Regions from separate parts of the Zea mays genome. Here region 1 is linked to region 2. Evidence: chromatin contacts called from public Hi-C data. All regions are on one chromosome and are shown on one strand. The core of a region is the stretch at or near the end of the contact, and the rest is flanking DNA. Distances in the headings are between cores, read along the strand shown.

What was found. A called contact is a pair of places that touch in the nucleus more often than the background predicts.
Region 1: a contact with region 2 is called in a Hi-C map of leaf, with 6 times the contacts expected there. The contact joins the promoter of LOC103629229 here to the enhancer-like site in region 2. A contact is called at or near these places in 6 of 25 Hi-C or Micro-C datasets (bundle sheath, ear, leaf and 1 more).

The regions. Positions count from the first base shown.
Region 1 is chr6:42,840,828-42,846,368 of Zm-B73-REFERENCE-NAM-5.0, forward strand. It overlaps LOC103629229 (phragmoplastin interacting protein 1), which reads left to right and starts at 3,819. Exons shown (of 6, transcript XM_008650407.4): 1 at 3,819-4,279. The coding sequence starts at 3,894.
Region 2 is chr6:42,561,590-42,567,054 of Zm-B73-REFERENCE-NAM-5.0, forward strand. No RefSeq gene overlaps it. Among protein-coding and RNA genes, the nearest start is that of LOC100272853, 93 kb to the right of the region's middle. Within about 2 kb of position 1,887, at least 16 of the 20 cell types and tissues checked have an H3K27ac peak or open chromatin away from gene starts, as enhancers often do. A contact at or near this core is called in bundle sheath, ear, leaf and 1 more, where this site is marked.

The sequences.
Region 1 (5,541 bases), core at 2,569-5,068, 280 kb after region 2:
ATTGGATATGGTAATATTGCAATCATCTAAATCCTTAGCCTTAGCAATCAAGTTTTCATTTTCATTTTTAAGGCTAGTAAGAGAAACATTCAATTCTTCAATCTTAGCAAGTAAATTAACATTATCATCTCTAAGATTGGGAATTGAAACATCATTAACATTAGAATCAACCTTAGCAATTAATTTAGCATTTTCATTTCTAAGGTTGGCAATTATATCATTACAAGTGCTTAGCTCACTAGATAATTTTTCACATTTTTCTACTTCTAGAGCATAAGCATTTTTAACTTTAACATGCTTCTTGTTTTCCTTAATTAGGAAGTCCTCTTGGGAATCCAAGAGTTCATCCTTCTCATGAATAGCACTAATTAATTCATTTAATTTCTCCTTTTGTTGCATGTTTAGGTTGGCAAAAAGGGTTCGTAAATTATCCTCCTCATCACTACAATTATCCTCATCACTAGAGGTTGCATATTTAGTGGAGGATTTTGATTTTACCTTCTTCCTTTTGCCGTCCTTTGCCATGAGGCACTTGTGGCCGATGTTGGGGAAGAGAAGGCCCTTGGTGACGGCGATGTTGGCGGCGTCCTCGTCGGAGGAGGAGTCGGTGGAGCTCTCGTCGGAGTCCCACTCGCGACACACATGGGCATCGCCGCCCTTCTTCTTATGGTACCTCCTCTTTTCTCTCCTCTTGCCCTTCTTGTCGTCGCCCTTGTCACTGTCACTAGATAGTGGACATTTTGCAATAAAATGACCGGGCTTACCACACTTGTAGCAAACTTTGTTAGAGCGGGGCTTGTAATCTTTCCCCCTCCTTTGCTTGAGGATTTGGCGGAAGCTCTTGATGATGAGCGCCATCTCCTCATTGTCGAGTTTAGAGGCGTCGATGGGTTGTCTACTTGATGTAGACTCCTCCTTCTTCTCCTCCGTCTCCTTGAATGCGACCGGTTGTGCTTCGGGCGTGGAGGGGCCGTCTAGCTCGATGATTTTCTTTGAACCTTTGATCATCAACTCAAAGCTCACAAAATTTCCTATTACCTCCTCGGGAGACATTAGTGTATATCTAGGATTACCTCGAATTAATTGAACTTGCGTAGGATTAAGAAAAACGAGGGATCTTAGAATAACCTTGACAATCTCATGGTCATCCCATTTGGTGCTCCCGAGGTTGCGCACTTGGTTCACCAAGGTATTCAAGCGGTTGTACATGGCTTGAGGGCCCTCGCCTTGGTTGAGTCGGAACCGACCGAGCTCCCCCTCGATCGTCTCCCGCTTGGTGATTTTGGTCACCTCATCTCCTTCGTGCGCGGTCTTGAGTACGTCCCAAATCTCCTTGACGCTCTTTAACCCTTGCACCTTGTTATACTCCTCTCGACTTAGAGAGGCGAGGAGTATAGTGGTGGCTTGAGAGTTAAAGTGCCGGATTTGGGCGACCTCGTCCGAATCATAGTCTTCATCCCCCGGTGATGGTACCTGTACTCCAATCTCAACAACATCCCAAATGCTAGTGTGGAGTGAGGTTAGATGATGCCTCATTTTATCACTCCACATATTATAATGTTCACCATCAAACATAGGTGGTTTGCCTAATGGGACAGAAAGTAATGGAGTACGTTTGTAAATGCGTGGATAGCGTAGGGGAATCTTACTAAACTTCTTTCGCTCATGGCGCTTAGAAGTTACGGACGATGTGTCGGAGCTGGAGGTGGATGGCGACGAAGAGTCGGTCTCGTAGTAGACCACCTTCCTCATCTTCTTCTTCTTGTCACCGCTCCGCCACGACTTGTTGTGTGAAGGGGATCCCTTCACTTTGTTGGCGGACTCCCTAGATGGAGCCTTCCCATGGCTTGTGGCGGGCTTCTCGCCGGTCCCGGTCTCCCTCTTGGCGGATGCTCCCGACATTACTTCGAGCGGTTAGGCTCTAATGAAGCACCGGGATTTGATACCAATTGAAAGTCGCCTAGAGGGGGGTGAATAGGGCGAATCTGAAATTTATAAACTTAAGCACAACTACAAGCCGGGTTAGCGTTAGAAATATAAATGAGTCAGAGAGAGAGAGAGCGCAAAACAAATCGTGAGCAAATAAAGAGCGAGACACGATGATTTGTTTTACCGAGGTTCGGTTCTTGCAAACCTACTCCCCGTTGAGGTGGTCACGAAGTCCGAGTCTCTTTCAACCCTTTCCCTCTCTCAAATGGTCACTTAGACCGAGTGAGCTTCTCTTCTCAATCAAACGGAACACGAAGTTCCCGCAAGGACCACCACACAATTGGTGTCTCTTGCCTTGGTTACAATTGAGTTGGTCACAAGAAGAATGAGAAAGAAAAGAAGAAATCCAAGCGCAAGAGCTCAAATGAACACAAATATCACTCTCTCACTAGTCACTATTGATTGGAGTTGTCTTTGGACTTGAGAGAGAATTTGATCTCTTTGGAGTGTCTAGAATTGAATGCTATAGCTCTTGTAATGTGTTGAAGGTGGAAAACTTGGATGCCATTGAATGTGGGGTGGTTGGGGTATTTATAGCCCCAACCACCAAAAATGGCCGTTGGAAGGCTGCTGTCGCATGGCGCACCGGACAGTCCGGTGCGCCAGCCACGTCAGCAGACCGTTGGGGTTCGACCGTTGGAGCTCTGACTTGGGGGCCCTGAGCTGTCCGGTGGTGCACCGGACAGGTCCTGTAGACTGTCCGGTGCGCCAACTGCGCGTGCTCTGTCCTCTGCGTGTGCAGGCACGCATTTAATGCGTTGCAGTCGACCGTTGCGCGCGAAGTAGCCGTTGCTCCGCTGGCACACCGGACAGTCCGGTGAATTATAGCGGAGCGGCCTCCCATTTTCCCGAAGGTAGCGAGTTCAGCGTCGAGTGCCCTGGTGCACCGGACACTGTCCGGTGCGCCAGACCAGGGTGCCTTTTGGGATGTCTTTTGCTCTCTTTGTTTGAACCCTTTCTTGGTCTTTTTATTGGCTTATTGTGAACCTTTGGCACCTGTAAAACTTATAGACTAGAGCAAACTAGTTAGTCCAATTATTTGTGTTGGGCAATTCAACCACCAAAAATCAATTAGGAAAAAGGTGTAAGTCTAATTCCCTTTCAGTATTCCAAGAGACAGGTCAACACGAACCTCAAAGCGCCCCGAGCCAGCCCTGAAGGGAACGCCTGGAACGGTCGCACGCGCGCGGCCAGGCTTGACTAAGCGGCTGTTTACTCAAGCACGCAAATCGAGACGTTGGTTTTGTTGGTTTTTTTGTTATATTTTGTAATTAAAAGATTTAATTACCGAGCCGATTTCATATCTGTGTTTCTAATATTTTTACGAACAAAACTAGACCGCACATGCTATGTATATTTTAAATAAAAAATTTACATGGTTAAGATTAGTATATAATTAGTGTTTATTAACATGTAGTTAGTGTCTATTAAATGATTTTAACATATAATTACTGTCTATTAATACAATTTTCATTTATTTAATAACTTTTTAAACGCATACAACAAATATTCATATAGACAACCAATCAACATCTGTCATGAACTAGACTGATCACATGCAGACAACTAAACAAAAGAAGGTGCATGTATTCAGCCAGACTAGTTAGAGGTAGGCTCACTAGATACGAGCCAGGCTTAGCCATGCATGCAACCAAACAGACCACATTGTGAGTTTCGGCTTAGGCTTTTGGTAGTAAGAGTGGCATGGGCCTTCAGTATGGCCACATTGTAGATTATGTACTGTGTTTCGGTGTCACATGAGTGGACGAGTGAGAGATCAGTTCCAGTTGGGCCTTTATAAAGCCCAACAGGCCCATTAAAACCCTTTCGCTTCGGCCATCTCCTCCTCCCGTTTCTTCTCCCACGAAAACCTGGCAGCCGCCGCCGAACTCGAAGCAGCAGCCATGGTGCTCGCGCGCAAAAAGTTGAAGCTGAAGCTCCACACGCTCCTCCCAGCCGGCAAAGCCGCGGAGGAGGAGCATGGAGAGGATGTGGAGGCCGTAAAGGAGAGGCTCGCATCCTCCAAGCGGCTGCGCCCCAAGCGGGAGCGGAGGCCCAAGAAGAAGCTGTCGCTCCCCGAGGTGGTGCGGCAGACGGAGGAGGAGATAAGGGAGGAGGTGGAGCGGAGGAGGGAGGAGAGGAGGAAGGAGAAGAAGGAGAAAAGGAGGATCAGGAGGTTGATGGAGGCCGAGGCCGCGGAGCCGGAAACGCAGCAGGTGGAGGGGGAGATAGGGGAGGCCGATTCTGCTGCCGGGTCTGAGTCTGACCAGCCGGTCGAGGCAAAGGATAGGTGAGTTAGGGCTTGGAAAGTTGGTTCCTCTGCCCAAAAGGATTGCTGAATTCGTGAAATATTCATCGCAATAGCATGAAGGCATGGTGTGAGCTCTGAACAACAGTGGCATAATAATAGTCAGATATATAATCGACAAATGCAGGGTTTAGTAGTAGAGCTTTTTGCTATTATAGTATTCCTTTTATCAGGCTGCTCTCTTTTAGTACTTACAATTTTATCTTCTCTATAATAGTACTTACAAGTGAACCTATCCTTTAAAATAGTATTCTAACCCATTTTAATTGTTTTCATTTTATTTTCTTATTTCTCACCACCTAAATTAGCCGTACTGCTATATCAGTTCTAGCAGGAATTCATACTGCCAATGCTAATATCTGTGTCTAGTTTGCTTAGATGCTATTGACTGGCTGAGGGATGAGGGTCACCAGCAACCGTTTGAACATGTTCTTGTCAAGATAGATAGTAGTAGTTTTGTATATTATTTTTATTTGGCATGAAGATGGAAGACGAATGATAGACAAAGGAATTACTTGGAGTTGTTCAGCCGTGGATGATAGCTACTGTGATATATAACCTAACCGGTCAGTACGTCAGTAATAAATATGATCACACTTGTCGATGCATCTGAGAATTACACCTGCGATATCTAGTCTGTTGTATGTATGTATGCATTCTTGTGATGAATAGAGATGTGGAGGGAGAGAGGAAAAGTAGGGAGTACGGTGCTGAGAAATAAGAAAAGAAAATAGAAATGATTAAAAAGAGGTCGAAGTACTATTTTAAAGAATAGGGTTACCTATGAATACTGTTATGGAGAAGGTAAAATTATAAGTACTAAAAAGAAGAAGCCTAATGAAATGAGTATTATAATAGCAAAAGCTCCTTAGTAGAAGGCTTTGGTCATAATGTAGTGCTGTGCTGCTTGATCATAATATACGAAAAGCTGTGCAACCATCTTACTGTTCTGTGATCTAATTGTATTTTTTATGGCGGATCCATTACATTAATATTGTTAGAAGAAAAGAATTCACCATTTTTTGTCTGTCAGTTCTTGTAGCATTAGGGTACCGTTTGGTTCAAATATTTGTAACGTAATGGGTAAGTGATAACGTTAAATTATGTTTGTTTTAGTCCAACCGTAATCAGATACCATACTAAAAATTGATACCGGACTATTCAAACTTGTTACCGCCCGTAATCGAGTGTAAACCATTACCATTACCCTTTACGTTACATTTCGTGAACCAAACAGCACCTAG
Region 2 (5,465 bases), core at 637-3,136:
CATACGTGTTGATAGTTTCTCCTGCAGCAACAATGGGATAAACCCTGAGTATGGAAATACTCAGCAAGACTGACCCGACTAAAGAAAAAGACTCTCAAGGATATGCTAGTTGTTGGGAATCAAGGTAAGGCTTACCAAATTTCAAAGACTCAGTTTTGCAGAAAAGCTTACTAGTAGTGGATCCTTAAGCCAAACTTTTACTTCACAAGTTAAGTACTTTTCCTGAGTCTAGATTTGCCTAATCTAGAGCATTCACTTGTCCTACACTAGCTTCATTTTAACAGCTTTAGTTTCACTTGTTATCTACGATGCAGGGCAGTGATCCAGTCTTGATATCCGAGAAGTTCGGCGATCCGAATCGGTTAATACTCAGCTGAGGATCTCCAACCACACGACATATGTAGCACTTAACCCTTGCATATGTCAACTCGCCCACGGGTTTCTCAAGATCAGAACGGGTCCCCGCCAACCGAGAGCTCAGTACCCCACCATCCAGCATCTTGTCAGGTGGATACACGATACTCTCGCCATCTCTCCACTCCCATTACGGGCCGGCCTTTCTGGTATTGGTCCAGCCGAGGCTAAGCTTACCCATGATGAGGCATGTGGCCAGTTAAAGGGTCCTAGATCAGCAGGCCAACAATCGGAACGGTCCTTAATCGACACAGACGGGCGACCTTTCCTGCTCAACGTCTGGTCTCCCCTTAAATTATTTTTGAAAACCTGGTACCTGTCAGAGGTACCCTACTAAAATGATGAAGTCATCAAGGCCTTTGATACCTTCATCACTCCAGCCTCTTTTTCTTTGTAAAAACATGATTCATAGATCAAAACATTTTGTTCTTAGTCTATGAGCATACTAAGCACATCTGCCTTTTTAAAACAGGTATCAAGGATGGTAATCAATTGTTCAAGGAAGTTATGCAACAAAGGTTTAATCATTCAACTCCTACCACCTAATGCAACATATAACTGATAAAAGTTTAAAAACAGCAAGGAGGTGGCAAATGCACTGGGGCTTGCCTTGGTGAGGAGGAGAGTCGGGTTCTTCTACCAGGATATTACAGTTAGCAGCAAATCCAAATGGGGCACCTTCCGGAGGACCTTCGATGACAGTCTCAGTGGGAGGAATTTCAGATGGAGGAACAGGCTCCCTTTCTACTTCCACTTCAAATTCTTCTTCAAGGTGCTCTACAAGTTAATTCGAAGTATATGAATGCTTATGTAATGATATGCTATGCAAACTCTCGCAAGGGAGAGGAGAAGAAACATCAAGTTCTCAAAACAAGTATAGGCTAAGACTATCCACCCTTCTATACTACCCAATTTTGCTCAAGTTGCCCAATGTGAATTTACTAAGACCACCCAGAGAAGTAAACATACTACAAGTTACCAAACTTGCAGTTCTTCAATTGATAGAGTTCCAATTTGAGGTAAACATATATTAACACCAAGTTTTATTAATTTAAACTCCCTCATTTAGCTATTTTAAGGTTCTCTGGTCAAACAATTCCAAATAGGTTCACATTTTTACCATAGACTATTTTAGTGATAGATAACTTCTCCACGAATTCTCATAATTTTTGGTGCTCTGGTTTTATTTCTAAAATTCATTTATGCATTCCAGGGGCACTTTTAATTACCCAAAAATTTAATTATTGCTGAAAAAATCCTAAAACTGTTCCTAGCAGAAACTACAAAATTTTGCGGATTCAACAAAATTGGTTTCACAATTTTTGCATTTTTCTACATTTCCTGGTGCATTTTACAAGTTGTCAACAAAAAGAAAAAAAAGGAAAAAATGCAATAGTGACTGGGCCGAAACCGACCCATGCGGCCACTAACAGCGGAGAAACCAGCCACACGCCGTCAGCCCGCGCCGCCTTGGGACCTTTTCCGATGAGGCCCTTGCCAATTTGGATAACTAGATACAAGGTCTAACACTATTTTCCCCCTCTCACTGACAATCTCATATAGGCCCCTTGCTTCCTTCCTATTTACAAACCTCCGTCCTCGACGGTGGATACCTCCCCGCCGGCCAAACCACGACTGGGCTCGCCGTTGGAGATCCTCTCTGGTGAAGCTGAACATATCTACTCGATTTCCGAGGCTAACTAACTATTTCCCTTAATTTAATTGATCCCAAACAGTCTAGGACCTACTTATCCACAGTGACCGTGGACCAGTGAACGCCGGTGAGGTGAACTAAGGTGATGAGTACGGTAAAGTTCAATCTAAAGGTATGATAAGCACTAGCGAACATTCATGTACATGGTGCTCACCGAAGTTCACTCGGAGAAGCTATGATTGGGTTGGTCGACGTTGACACAGCCTTCAACGGTGCTCACCGGATACATGACGACGTTCCGGTGAAGACACTGCGATAGAATCCAAAAGGAAGATTCTTTGAGCATCACCACTGCCTCAGGGTTCTAAAACGTGAACAGATTGAACATGTTACCTCTCTGAATGGACTGGCCACGAGAAGATAAAAGATTTGGAGGGTGGTCACCACTTTCAGCGTCTACACAAGGTTCTGGCCCCTTCAACAAGACCGAGAGGTAGAGAGGGCTTAAGGGTTTTTCACAGAGGTCGAGAGAGGGTATGACATAGTGGGGAAGCCAAGAACTCGCTCAGGATACATATATGGATTCAGTTTTCCCCCTGGTCACTATTTCCTTTAACTAGGGTCAAACACGCGAGTGGGCAGTGGTTGGATTTGCACTGGGTTTATTTTTACAGTGGCCAACTAGGGTTAAGTTGTTCCCTTCTACAATCTACAGACTTCCCACGCCGATCAAAGCACAGGACAACTCCAGTCCTTCCATTGCTGCATGCTGGACAACAAACCAAACAGGAAGCAGCTGAGTCACTATGGCCAGGATTCACCGCTTGGGGCTCTGATCCCTGCAGTGGTAAAGCTGGGATGAGTTACTCCCTCCACAGGACACGAATATCCTTTTTAACAAACACTAGAAATCTCTAGAGCACAGGTGGAGATGGATATGTTTCTCTGATTTTCTTCTTTTTCTCTTTTGCAAAATTCTGATCTACTTCAGTCGACAGCAGCAGCCACCTTGTCCCCTCCGTTTCTCCAATTTTTTTTATAAGAATAGAGCTACCCTCCCACATCAAACTTATTCACTGAACATTGATCTTTCAGTTTATTATAAACTTCCAGAGTCAATACCTTACAGGTTTCGAGTTATAGAGCCCCAAAGTGAGGCATATCACACAGAAACCATAATTTCAGTTTACTGAAACTGAACCCAGAATTGCAGACTGTCAAGGCAACTTTGGGGGTATTTAACTACTTATTTTACATGGTACCAAGTTAATCATTGTTAAGTAAACTTGTACACCAATATGTACTCTTCAGCTTTTCTATAAAGATCCTAGTCCAAAACCAATTATAATAAGCACCACCCAGCTCCAAAGTTGAGCCCAGCACTGAAATTCAGATCTGATAACTATTTATTATCTGAAACTCCGAGGGTCTGACAATCCATCTGTAGGCGCCATTTTCTGCAATTTTTGTGTAGAACCAAACCAGCCTCCCTTAAGCAAACTTGTGCCCTGATAGGTAATCTACAATTTCTCTATAGAAAATATGGCCCAATACTCCACTAATCATCTACAAAAGGGCCCCAATGTTAGACCAATTATACACATTTCTAAAATCTGAACTGCACTAAGTCTGAAATTTTAGATTTGAGGATAGGACCTTTGGGTTAAGTTTTCCACCAGTTTTATACAGCATTAGTGGCATGACCCTTAATCAAATCTGCACACCAAAGTATGGGATTCCACTTTGGTACAGCACTCATAGCCCAGAATTACATGGATCAGCCCTTAAGGAGTATCCCAAATCTGCTTCAGACTGAAAAATCAGCAAGACTGAATTTTTATCTAAGTCTGATTCTCCAAACTGAACACTGCATCTTTAGCCTCCTTTTTCTACCAGTTTCATATAGATTTAGAGCTTCAATACTTAATAAAACTTGTTCTCCTATAGTTAATCTACAAGTTTACTATAGCAACCTTTTGCCAAAAGCCCCCAGATTAAAACATACAGGGGTCCAGAAATAGGTAAAGCAAATTGTTTTTAGTTGAACCAAAACTGTATTAAATCTGAAATCTGCAAATTACTCCAAATTTCTCTTCAAAACTTGAAAATCTCAACACATGAAAATTGTTTGGTTTTGGAAGCTCTACAACTTTGGTATTTTAATTTTTGGCAAATTATGGAGAGATCTCATATTTCATCCTTTGGACCAAAACTGGAGTTTTTAAACTAGTTTTCCACTCTCTATTCATTACCACATTTCATTTTGAGTTTTTTTCCTTGGTCCTAGTGACTGCAATCTAAGTGTTTTACAATACAAAGATGCCAATGCATATGATGTCATGCCAAGTTTTAGTTCCCAGTAACACCAGGGGTGTTACATCCTTTCCCCCTAAAAAGAAATCTCGTCCCGAGATTAAGGCTCGAGGCTAAGTAGTGGAAAAGGAAACACGTCACAATCTCATTTCCTTATTTCTGTTACAAGGCAGGGGGTGTGGGTGCCCCAGTCAGTTTACATTAAGTAGAATTTACAATAGACTTAAGATTTACAAGACTCTAAAAACTTAGGAAACTTATTATTCAAAAACTCCTCAGATTCCCATGTAGCTTCATCTTCGGAATACTTATTCCATTGCACTTTGTAGAATTTGATAGTCTTTCTGCGGGTAACCCTTTCCTGTTGATCTACAATCTTTATAGAGTGCTCGGAATAAGTCAAATCCGGTTCCAGATCAACATCAAAAATTTCTACCACTTTGTGAGGCACTTGAAGGCATTTCTTAAGTTGGGATACATGAAATACATTATGTATGGCCGAAAGATGTTCAAGTAGTTTCACCTTATAAGCCACAGATCCACACCGTGCTAATATATCAAAAGGGCCAACATAGCGTGGTGCCAATTTCCCTTTAATGCCAAAACGATTTACCCCTTTCATAGGTGAAACCTTCAAATACACAAAATCTCCAACTTGGAAAAACAAGGGTCGTCTCCGCTTGTCTGCATAACGTTTGTGACGGTGTTGTGCAACCTTCAAACGGTGTTGAACAAGTTTCACCTTTTCTTCTGCCTCTTTTACTAAATCCGACCCAAAGAAAAACCGTTCACCGGGCCCCGACCAGTTGAGTGGAGTTCGGCACTGCTGCCCATAAAGAGCTTCAAAAGGTGCCATCTGGATACTCTCTTGGTAACTATTGTTGTAGGAGAATTCAGCTAACGGCAAACACTCATCCCATTTTTCAGAATAGGCTAACACACACGCCCTCAACATGTCTTCCAAGATTTGATTTACTCTTTCGGTCTGCCCACTGGTTTGTGGATGGTAGGCTGAGCTATGAATTAATTTGGTACCAAGAGACGTATGCAGCCCTTCCCAGAATTTGGCCACAAACTGAGGACC